Linked DNA regions of Mus musculus: region 2 is linked to region 1. A link is a contact called in public Hi-C data. All regions are on one chromosome and are shown on one strand. The core of a region is the stretch at or near the end of the contact, and the rest is flanking DNA. Distances in the headings are between cores, read along the strand shown.

Region 1 (5,851 bases), core at 3,049-5,548:
AGTATTGGAAGGTGGAAACAGATGATCAGAAAAAAAAAATCTTACTTGGGGTGCAAAAGGAGTCAGAGGCCAGCCTGGGCTATGGAGACTCTGTCCCAAAGAACTAATAAAGAAAATAATGAACAGTAAAATATTTGTAATTTCTTTCAGTGTGTAACTACATTGTAAATGGGTAAATTCATTAGCATATACTAAGCAAATCTGCCAATAAAACATTCTCATCTTCATTTTGAAAATTAATCACATAATGAATTTAGTACAGGACTCTTCCGAAAGGCTCACTTAATTCAACTACTAATGGCCTGGCCAAATAGAGGAATTTCACCAAGGACAAGATCTTTATCATAGCAATTCTGAAACTCTGACTCGTAACCAAGTGTTTAGGGATAGTTGGCTTCATACGGGAATAAATTGATGAGATTGGTTACAAGAAGACATGTACGGATATGAAACTTTTTATAGAAAGTTGTGAATATGTTTCCACTTGTTTTGATGTAACATATATTCTAATATGGTTCTTGTTTAAAGTAACATTTTCCTACTCTTTACATTAAAATAAAATAGGTTGAAATGTGTGATATTTCTGTGTTTAATATTTTCATTTCCTTCTACTCTACTTTTCTTTTTGTAAATTAGAGTTTATGGCCAGAATTCTTGGTCAAATATTAGAATTGCAAATAAGGTCTTCTTGCTTTCTTGCACTACAGCAGAAGAACAGGAGCTGCCAGTGTCTGAAAAGTTAATTAGACAAAACATACAATTAATTACATCTTATTAACGTGTAAAAGGCCTGTGACAAATTGCCCTAATTGCATGCTCTTACATATCTGAAGAGGTCAGGCTACTTTAAAAAGTATGTCGTTAATGGAAGACAAATGTATCTTCATATGCTTGATAAGAATATTATAAACTGCATTATTTATGACTCTATTGGAATGCTTAATAATTTTAAGCTTTAAATTAAACTGCTCATTAAACAAGAGAGCTAGCACCAAGTTCTTAAAATAGGACATAAAAGCATACTGCTGCTTAAGATAAATTTGGAGATCTAACTTTCCCTCTGAATGTCTCTATGTGTCTATTTTTTAAATGCCCGAGCCTCAAAGATGTGAAATGTATCTTCATAGAGACTCAATAAAAGAGAATCCTGCTACTGAAGGCATTCACCCAAAAAATAGAAGGTTCATCTTTGAAAGCCTACAGATACTCAGAGTCATATGCACTCAGATGAACACTGGCATTAGTGCTAACCAAAGGATAGGAGGAAAAGGAACTAAAAACAAAATATACTAATTATGAGATATCAAGAAAATACCAGGGCTCAGCGTATTAGAGGCAAATAATAATGATATCCTGATGTCTGAGAAGAGCGCACGGAACATTCAACAGAAGCTAAGAGGAACAAATAGTATCTGATACAAGCAATTTAAAAGTAGGAATGGGTTGGTGTGGGTCTCATAGGCAGACATCTTGTCACATGAAGGTGTCTGGGTGTCATCACCAGTGAAGACCTGTCTCAGGGAGGGAATACCAGCAATTATGTACTCGCATACAGGTGTTTGGGTGTCATTGGTGAGGACCTGTTTGGGGAGAGAAGAGCAGCAGTGTTAAAGAAGACGGTTGTTATCTCAGTGAACACAGTCTGATAATCACTTGTGGCTCACAGAGACGCTTTAGTAATTGGGGAGTCTATAGCTCTTCTCTTCCATAAAAACCAAGGCCTCCCAAAAAGTTTCTTTCCACCTTTGCTTTAAATATGTATGGCTGGTGGGCACAGGGCACCAAAGCAGTGTGTCTGGAAGCTGCAAATTGTGATGGCTTTAAGGAACAAGTGTGGAAGGCCAATTCACAGCGTCTGCAGGCTTATCTAGCAGTAATGGTCTGTGTACATGGACACCCTCAGAGACACTTTCTGTTTAAACAGGCTCAGAGGAGCTGATCTACATATCTGAATGTTTGTGTTCATTTCAGTTTAATTTTCAGAGAACTCGTTTCTATTTTGAAAATACTTTTCTATATCATATTCCCCTTTCTTCCATCTATGAACTAAACTCACAACAAATGATAGGATTTATATAATGTTTACAGGAAGTTGCTAGGCTTGTTAAAGGTCTAAGATGCAATAATTACTAAAGTAATGGTAATATTTTAACCTAACTTTGAACCATGAGATGACAAATCCCAGGAATTTTAATAAGTCCCAAGGCTTATTAAAAAGCACCTAGACAATGTTTTCTGTGGTTAGGGAAGTAAGTGGGAAAGGATTGTATAGCATTCCTGGAAATGACCATTACAACATCACAGATCAATGATATTGGCGTACCAAGAAGTCATTCATTATGAGAACATGTATTGCATTTCTTGTTTAAATGTATAAAACATTATTATAAATGATTAAACCCTAAACATGTTTTCTTCAAAAATTCTTGCTATATATTGTGAATTAAGCACTTGGATAAGGTATGTTTCTAATGTGGCCATGTATTCTATACATTAATATGTATATAAACTTTCATTTTCTGGAAAACTATCATTTTAAAGCACATTTTAAAGTTAAAATACTAAGTTTTGGAGAAGTTAATATCATGCTTAGGTTTTGTTGTTTGTTTTCCTGTAGGAAGAATTGATCCTAATATACACTATTTAAGTGCTCAACCACTGAGCTATATAGAACTCCAGCTCTTATATTTATTTTGAGGCAGGACCTTATTAGAACAGTCATGCCGGACTTGAATTTATTCTATATCTCAGTCAGGCTATGAACCTGGGATTCTCTTTCTCAGGTCCCTGAGTGTCTAGGATTATAGGCTTGTGCCCTCAGGCTTGGCTAAGAGTAGCCCCTATTTAGAGAAGAACTTACGTGCAAACTGGAAGTAGACTTTGATTGGGTGTAACTGATGTGGTTCATTGAAGACAGGATTATCTTCTCTCTCTTTGGTCATGGCAGCTGTAGGCAGTGTAGCTGCCCATGACTTCGACAAATAAACCAACTTTACATTTACCAAGTCGTTTGCTGATAGTCTGCTTGGCATAGTCATGTGCTTGGAAACAAATACTACCAGATGTTTTTCTTAAAACTACAGATGGACAGAATTCATTTTAAAGAAACTTTTAGCCATATATTGAAATCTGAAAAATGGTAAATATGAGACTTATTTTTTATTGATAAAGAATATTTTCTTATAGAGAAAGTATGTAATTGACCCCAGTAATTAGACTATTACAAAAGTGTTTTCTTTTTAGTTAACCAACAGGTCACACTCTAGAGTAAGTATAATAAGGTATTGAAGTATTACAAAACTGGATTAAAAAGAAGAAGAGTCATGGATTGAGATTTAGAAATATTTAAATTTTTTCTTTCGTTTTTCTTTTTTTTTTTTCCCCTTTCTTTTAGCCTGCATATGCATGCTGGTAAAGGATCACTTAATTACTATCATTTCAGGGATTTTTTCTTAATTTCTTTTTTTATTAGATATTTTCTTTATTTACATTTCAAATGCTATCTCCTTTCTTAGTTTCCCCTCCGAAAATCTCTTACCCCCTTCCCTTTCATCCTCCTCCCAACCCACCTACTCCCGCTTCCTGGCCCTGGCATTCCCTTATACTGGGGCATAGAGTCTTCGCAGAACCAAGGGCCTCTCCTTCCACTGATGACTGACTAACGCATCCTCTGCTACATATGCAGCTAGAGCCATGAGTTCCAGCATGTGTTTTCTTTGATTGGTGGTTTGGTCCCAGGGAATTCTCGGGGTACTGATTAGTTTATATTGTTGTTCCTCCTATGGGGCTGCAAACCCCTTCAGCTCCCTGGGTACTTTCTCTATCTCCTTCATTGTGGACCCTGTGCTTTGTCCAATGGATGGCTATGAGCATCCACTTTTGTATTTTTCAGGCACTGGCAGATTCAAACTGAAGCAACAGTAGATTGATTTTAGTAAGCTGGCACACTGGAGTGGCCATATCTAATGGGAGCAACAACAGTCATGAAGCCAGAACAGCTGCTTGACAAAGATCCAACAAAGCCGAGCCACACGATGCGTCACCATTGTATAACCTTTCACTTTTGGTCTTTCTCTCCAAGTGTTTCATGCGTAGGGAGCTTTTAATATTTGTAAAACGTGACGATATTAGACTGATGGGAAATGCATGTCTTCTCTCAGAAGTACTGCTTCTAAGCTGCCCCAAGAAAGTCCTGAGCCTGTTATCCCTCCAACTTTTACAGAGATACCCTTATCTGGCTGTACTTGAAGGTCTTCCTTGTGCCCTGGAGATTCTGACTCACATGAAAATGGGAGAGGTCTTATGAGACGCCAGCTCCAAAATACTGTCTTGGAACATCTGCTCCTGCACTTATTCAGGAACCAGACAATTAGAAGAAAGTTAACTTCAAAAGGTAAGCAGGATTTGGTGGGCTAGAGGAGTGAGCAGCAGATCAGACAACAAGCCTCTTCCTCCTGTGTGCTCAGATGATTACATGGCTTATAAAATTGGGGGCTATATATGGTATGCCCTTTGAGAAAAAGATACAGCAACAAACTTAGATTGGCTGGAGTTACCTCTGCCCCTATACAGAGGCTTACTTATACTAATGTAGAAAACCTGCCTGAGAAGATGGCCTAGTCGGCCATCATTGGGAGGAGAGACCCTTGGTCTTGTAAGATTATATGCCCCAGTTCAGGGGAATGCCAGGGCCAGGAAGCAGGAGTGGATGGGTTGAGGAGCAGGGTGGGTGGGTGGGGGCTATAGGGGACTTTCAGGATAGCATTTGAAATATAAATGAAGAAAATATCTAATAAAAAGAAAAAGGAAAAAAGAAAAAGGAAACCTGCCTGAATAAATAATAAAAGAACAAGGTATCGGGATTGCCCTTTCTTAGGAAGGCTAGCTAGCTCATACAGGACCACTGTGGTATTGTATGACCAAAGAACAAAATAATATGAAGATTAGACATAAAAATAAAACTACAAATAAATAAAATATAAATTTTGTATTATGCCAGAAATTGAATAGTAACCGCAGCAGCTTTGGCTTGAAGATTTCTCTTGGGCCTAATGACAATTGGGACTCTGATCATTAAAAGTTGATAATGTCTTATTGACAGTGTCTTTTGCCTTGCAGAAGCTTTGCAATTTTATGAGGTCCCATTTGTCAATTCTCATTCTTACAGCACAAGCCATTGCTGTTCTATTCAGGAATTTTTCCCCTGTGCCCATATCTTCGAGGCTTTTCCCCACTTTCTCCTCTATAAGTTTCAGTGTCTCTGGTTTTATGTGGAGTTCCTTGATCCACTTAGATTTGACCTTAGTACAAGGAGATAATTTGCATTCTTCTACATGATAACCTCCAGTTGTGCCAGCACCATTTGTTGAAAATGCTGTCTTTTCTCCACTGGATGGTTTTAGCTTCCTTGTCAAAGATCAAGTGACCATAGGTGTGTGGGTTCATTTCTGGGTCTTCAATTCTACTCCATTGGTCTACTTGTCTGTCTCTATACCAGTACCATGCAGTTTTTATCACAATTGCTCTGTAGTACAGCTTTAGGTCAGGCATGGTGATTCCACCAGAGGTTCTTTTATCCTTGAGAAGAGTTTTTGCTATCCTAGGTTTTTTGTTATTCCAGATGAATCTGCCGATTGCCCTTTCTAATTCATTGAAGAATTGAGTTGGAATTTTGATGGGGATTGCATTGAATCTGTAGATTGCTTTTGGCAAGATAGCCATTTTTATTATATTAATCCTGCCAATCCATGAGCCTGGGAGATCTTTCCATCTTCTGAGATCTTCTTTAATTTCTTTCTTCAGAGACTTGAAGTTCTTATCATACAGATCTTTCACTTTCTTAGTTAGAATC
Region 2 (5,656 bases), core at 1,095-3,594, 200 kb before region 1:
CGCAAGCAAAGAAGCAAGAGTGATGCCATGTGTATTCATCTTTAGCTCTCTGCTGTTGTTTTTCTGAGACAGAGTGTCTCAGTGAACCCAGAGCTCTCTGATTTGGCCTTTCTTGCTGGCTGGAGGTCTCTGGGGAATCCACCTGTCTCGGCTTTCCCAGCACTGAGATCATTGAGCCCGCTAGACTTTTATACATAGCTGTAGAAGATATAAACCGTTATACTTTCATGGCAAGCACTTTTCCTACTAAGCCAGATCCCCAATGTATGTTCCTGGGAATTTTGAAAGCAACTTGTTATCTCCTGCTGAAGTCAGTTTTATAGGAGACTTTGACTCCATGTTAGGTCTTCTGCCCTTGTTCCCAAACCTAGACATTACACCTCCATCCATTCTCTGGATTTGTAAAACACTTCTGTCTTCCATGACTTGAGAATCAAATGGCCCTAAAGCTTTGCCAAATTTGTAGTAATTCATCATTTACCTGTTCAAAGGAAGGTGCCTACAAAATAGAGCAAAATGATTTGTTCTTATTCTTCACAAGCCGTTCTGTACTGGTCTTGCTGATCTTCACAACTGCATTGCCTTGTTGATAATTATTTATTTTTTACTTTTTAAGAAAGCATTCAGAACAGTATCTCATTTCACTTTGTGTCTTCCTGATTGGTCTGCTGGTTTGCAGTTTGTTTTCCACTTAAATCGTGATGTTTCTCAGGTAACTTCCACAGGCACTGGACAATGAGATACTTGAAAGTTAAAAAAGGAAAGAGACTACTTCAATGGTAATTAAAGACTCTCTGGGTATTTTATTCCCTTTACTTCTTAGTAAAGTATATGGTTTTCTCCTAAAGAATGTTGTCTTCCCTCTCACTGAAAGATAGCTGACTTTTAAAAAGTGACAACTCCAATAATCATTGACATTCATGTGTGGTACCCTGTGCAACTAGTTTAGTGTTCAATGTCTAGCATGCTCTCTAGTTGCTGCCATAGTATTGTGAACACAGAAGCAAAGGCCATGACTACTAGGAAAGGCAGTTAATGGTCATAGGTCTCAGTACTAAATGGCTTATTCTTTCCTAAAATTGTCCAGAGGAAGATCCTGTTCATATCATGTGGGAGCTTCATGCCTAATTCCTTTGCACACACTCCTGTAATGTTTTGCATTTCATGTCCCTAATGTGCACTGAGTTGCTTTAAGTGAGACTCTGCAATACTTCTGCCACTTGATATCTCCCTTTCATCTTTTCTCTTGGTAAGAGTTCACGTTCTCACCTAATAGACCCCGATGAAGAGGTTGTTGCCACCTTAGGCTTTGGATAGTCTTCCAGTGTCCCTTGTCCTACTTCCAGTGGCCTCTTCCTACCTGGGTCACCTTTAGAATCCATCATTCTCTTTCCCATGCTTCTGCTTTGAAAGGAGAGATGTGTCTTGGAAAGTTAAAATCCCTGTTCTAAAACTTTGAGAGTGGCACTCTTAATGCAAGTTATATGGCCATTTTCTTTCCCTGGAAAATAGATCATTATAGAACATAGGGAAATAATCAGTTAAAAACAACAACAGCAGCAGCAACACCACCCAGGGTCAAATTTAACCAAAATTTTTTGAGTCAATAAAATAAAAATAGAAAGTTTAAGTAAAAGAATTTTTCAAATTAGAAAAGGAGGTTTATATTATAGGTCTAAAGGAATTTTCCCTAAAACAGTGCAGAGGCTGTAAAATATATAATTATTTCTCTACTCTAAAAACAATTTATCATCTAAACAACAGAGTAATCCTGGGAAAAATACCAAATTGCTTCCATTGTAATCAGCTTTGTTGTTGTGAGCCATCTCTCTCTCTCTAGCAGCCAAAGGGCTATTAACTTACTGTGAAATTTTGAAGTGCCCTAACTACCAGATTCTGTGAACAACACATACTACACATAAAAGGAAACTTCAACAACTCAGTGCACAACCTTCAGATCTCCCCACGAGGGAATGATAATTGACAGAATTAATGAGAGTATTCGATTACACACAGAGCAATTTTCATCACGGGTAGAGCAGGCCACTAGCCACGAGTCGCATTGTAATGGAGGTCCTCTCAGAAGGAGCGCGGGCTCTTGATTTATTGAAAGTAATCTGTAAATGGTGGTACTATACCTGCTGACTACTGTAGAAATAATTTACAAACATTAATTGCAGGAAAGAGTAGAGCCATTTGCTTCAAAGAGCCCATCAGCAAGCTGTCCTTCCTGTTTTATCAGTAGGCAAAGCTGAGAGCAAATAACAGATGGAAGTGTCCCTCGGTAGCGGCACGGAGTACTGGTGAAATATAGCACAATCTTCCTCCAGTGTGTTATGTTTTTAACAGGGGAGGATCAGAAGCAGAAGAGTCCAGGCTAGGATGAATGACTCCGCCGGATGAAACATCCCTTTCTTCTGGGAAGATTCCTATAGCAGATTGAGCGCAGGCTGTTGATTTCTGAAGCTTGATACAGTGTCATTACCAAAATGCATCTGGAAAAGTCTTAGCAAAGGGGATAAAACCTCAGAAGGCCAAGGGGAATCTGAGGCCTGTTCTAGTCTCTTAATGGGTGGTTAAATTCTGGTTCCATGAATAAGCATGCGAGACACCACAGAAACCACAGAGAAGGCTGCAGTAGACAGCTGTACTTGGTACTCATGTGCAACCTGTCAGAAGTGCCTCATGATGGTAACTAGAGTGTATGAGTGTGTGTGTGTGTGTGTGTGTGTGTGTGTGTGTGTGTATCTTAGTTGTCTGAATGTGGGTCTAAAAACCCTCCTACATCTGTTATATGTATGATTACATTGAAAAAGGTGGTTACTGGAGTCTGGATAGCTGGGTGGAGAGAATGCTGTTTCCCTAATGGAAAAATCTATCAGCCCAAAGTCAGTGACTGTTACTACACAGCTTTTAGGCAGTAAGATAGGAAGTGGTTCTCCATTCCACTAGATCTTTTATTCATGCCTAGTTCATTATCCCTTTTTATAGTAGCGGTTCTTAATGTTTTCCAGGCACCCAGCTTTCCTTTCTACCTCCCTCTCTTTGTCTTTTCTTTTTAAATTCTCCTTCATTCTTTGAACTCTGGGCATCACTGTACAGTCTATTAAGGTGCAAGATCCCTGTCCTGGCTTCCTTTAATAAGCAATACTGTTTCCCCTTCTTCTTGTTTTATTCATTTCCCTTTTTTGTCCTATGCTAAAGGGGAAAATCTCTGTTTATAGTTTAATCTACACACATTGTTCTTTATTTTATCTCTGTGCACTCCTTCATCAGTTCATCTCCTCAATGACCACAACCTTGAACTTGGTTTCTACTCTCACTGACTTCTATTTGGTTGTTACAATGCAAAAGAGAGCCTTACTTCCAAACCTGCATTATTTTTCAAACTACTACCCCTTCTATGGATAGAAAATTCCTTCAAAGATTAGTCTATGTTTCCGGCCATTTTTTTCCCACTTTATTTAATCCTTTTTGTATGGGAGTCTCACTTTCTTCTTGGCCACTCTGAAATTTTCTGCTGAAAGCGTTCAGCTCCTGCCCATTGACTGCCATTGTGATGGCATTAAACCATTTGGCATTGAACCGCCTTTCCCAGCCTGGTTATTCAGGTCTTGGCAGGAAGTAGGGCAGCATGTATAAGCATGACCAGATCCGATACACTCCTTCTCTCCACACAGACAGTGAGGTTACAGACGCAGAGTGTCGCCTTGGCAGTAAGGTGCTTCCATCTGGGGCTAGAACAGAAATTATTCAGAGAAACACAGTAGACTCCACAGCAAAAGATCGTTGGAAGCAGGTTGATCGTGCTCATTGTGGAATTTATAGTGTTCCAAATACAGCACTTCCTACTGTCTGAGCTTTCTTAGCTTTTATCTACCTCTTTCTAACGTCTATATAATTCTGTGAGCTAAGTAGTACCCCCACTACAATTCACCCCCTTCTCTTAATTATATCATGTTTGGTCTAAAGTCCTTTGAGTTAGACATCTCACTGATCCACAAACGGGTACATGGGATGTGCATCTAAGTCCTGAAACTGTAGGAGAAATGGCGTGAGACGTGAGTGTGAGGGAGGGATTTTAGACTGGGAAGGGACACCGTGGCCCCTCATGATTCTCTGGGAACCCATGCATGTGGCAGGGAAAGGGAAGATTAAATAAGGTCTGACTGTGGTCTCTGAAATAAAAGGTGCCCTTGGAGTAAAATAGCTATTGGAGGCAAGGCATTTGGGAAAACTATGTCACCACTGTCATTACACAGATTAAAGATTTATGGGGTTTCAGAGGGATATCCTGAGAACAATAAACAACTGGAAAGTGAGTAATTAAGTTTATTATCTCAAAATTCTTCAGTGCTACCAAGACAAAACTTCAGGAATGCTAACATCATTAGGAATCTCCATGCTCTCAGCTTCTTTAAACTTCTGCATAGTTAAAAAGCTTTTCTCAGTGATTAGTATCAATGTTGTCAAATTAATCTGTGCCCTGCTGGTGCTATCTCATAAATGTGACAATGAATACAAACATGAGGGATCCTGAACCTCAGAGTCAGGTCCTATGAGTGATTCCTGAAACAGAGAATGACTTAGATGCATGGCCCATCTCCCCATTGCTGTGCCAGTCTGCATGGCTCCAAGAAGCCAACTGCATTTTTCTTTTTCAGCTTTGTTCAATGATATCACATCGACTACTACTCATGACAAAGGGATTTCAAGTGTTTCAAATCTGAAAACACCTGTCCTCCTTTGCTGATCAGTGGGCTATAAAACATGTGTAAGTTTTATCTATGCTTGGGAATATCAGAGTATGCCCTTTCTTCTTTGATGGGTATATTTTCTGACCGGAAAAAACTTTGTTCCTGTTTCTTAGGGAACTCTGGTTTAAATATGAAATAGTATGAACACTTGGTCCCTTGCTGATTTTGTTGCTTTGAGATGCCTTGTAAAGACCAAGAAGTAGCATCTACCCATAGAAGTTGTTCCATGATTGCTCTTAGATATTATATTCTCTCTCTCTCTCTGCTGCAAATTAAGAGTAGAAGACTTAACAATTGTCAGGCTTATATGCTGGCCACCGTATAGCCACCTGTCAGCATGCTTTCTCTTATGTGAACTTATCTCCTTAGATCCTGGGCTGAAATAAATGCTCACTCCTTATTTCTTAATTGAGAGTTTTATCATAGTGATGGGTAAAGAAATTAATGTATAGGCCAACCATGTAAGGGAAAATCAGCTCATCTTGAGACTGTTCTTCGACTATCTCATCACCTTCAGGCTTTTAACTAGTGGGCAGATCCCAACGTGTCAGAGAGAGTCAGTAGCATTGTGAAAGCTAGCTGGAGAGAATTCTTTTCATTTATAACAAAAATGGAAGCTATGTGTAAGAATAATAGTGATTTCTAAGCACGATTGACCTTGGTCATATTTCAGTGTCCAACTTTACAAGAGAGTTAGTTTTTTTCTGAGATTTCACAATGGAAGTTTTAGCCAGAGTGGTAGGAGGGAGTCATATCATGGAGGCTTAGTTCTTGACTAGAGGCTAGATTCAATCGTGGCTTTGGATAAGAAAGCTGAGATGCTAGGTGTCCTACAAAATATGCAGTTTATTAGAGAAGGACATCTTCTGAGGTAAAATAACATTCAAACTGTCCTCCCT

What was found. Hi-C and Micro-C count contacts between places; a contact is called where the count stands out from the background.
Region 2: a contact with region 1 is called in a Hi-C map of myocytes, with 2.7 times the contacts expected there. The contact joins two enhancer-like sites. A contact is called at or near these places in 5 of 484 Hi-C or Micro-C datasets (cerebellum, granulosa cells, myocytes and 1 more).

The regions. Positions count from the first base shown.
Region 1 is chr3:50,103,843-50,109,693 of GRCm38.p6, reverse strand. No RefSeq gene overlaps it. Among named protein-coding and RNA genes, the nearest start is that of Gm40042, 81 kb to the right of the region's middle. Within about 2 kb of position 4,298, at least 17 of the 459 cell types and tissues checked have an H3K27ac peak or open chromatin away from gene starts, as enhancers often do. A contact at or near this core is called in myocytes, where this site is marked.
Region 2 is chr3:50,304,514-50,310,169 of GRCm38.p6, reverse strand. No RefSeq gene overlaps it. Among named protein-coding and RNA genes, the nearest start is that of Slc7a11, 140 kb to the left of the region's middle. Within about 2 kb of position 2,344, at least 21 of the 459 cell types and tissues checked have an H3K27ac peak or open chromatin away from gene starts, as enhancers often do. A contact at or near this core is called in myocytes, where this site is marked.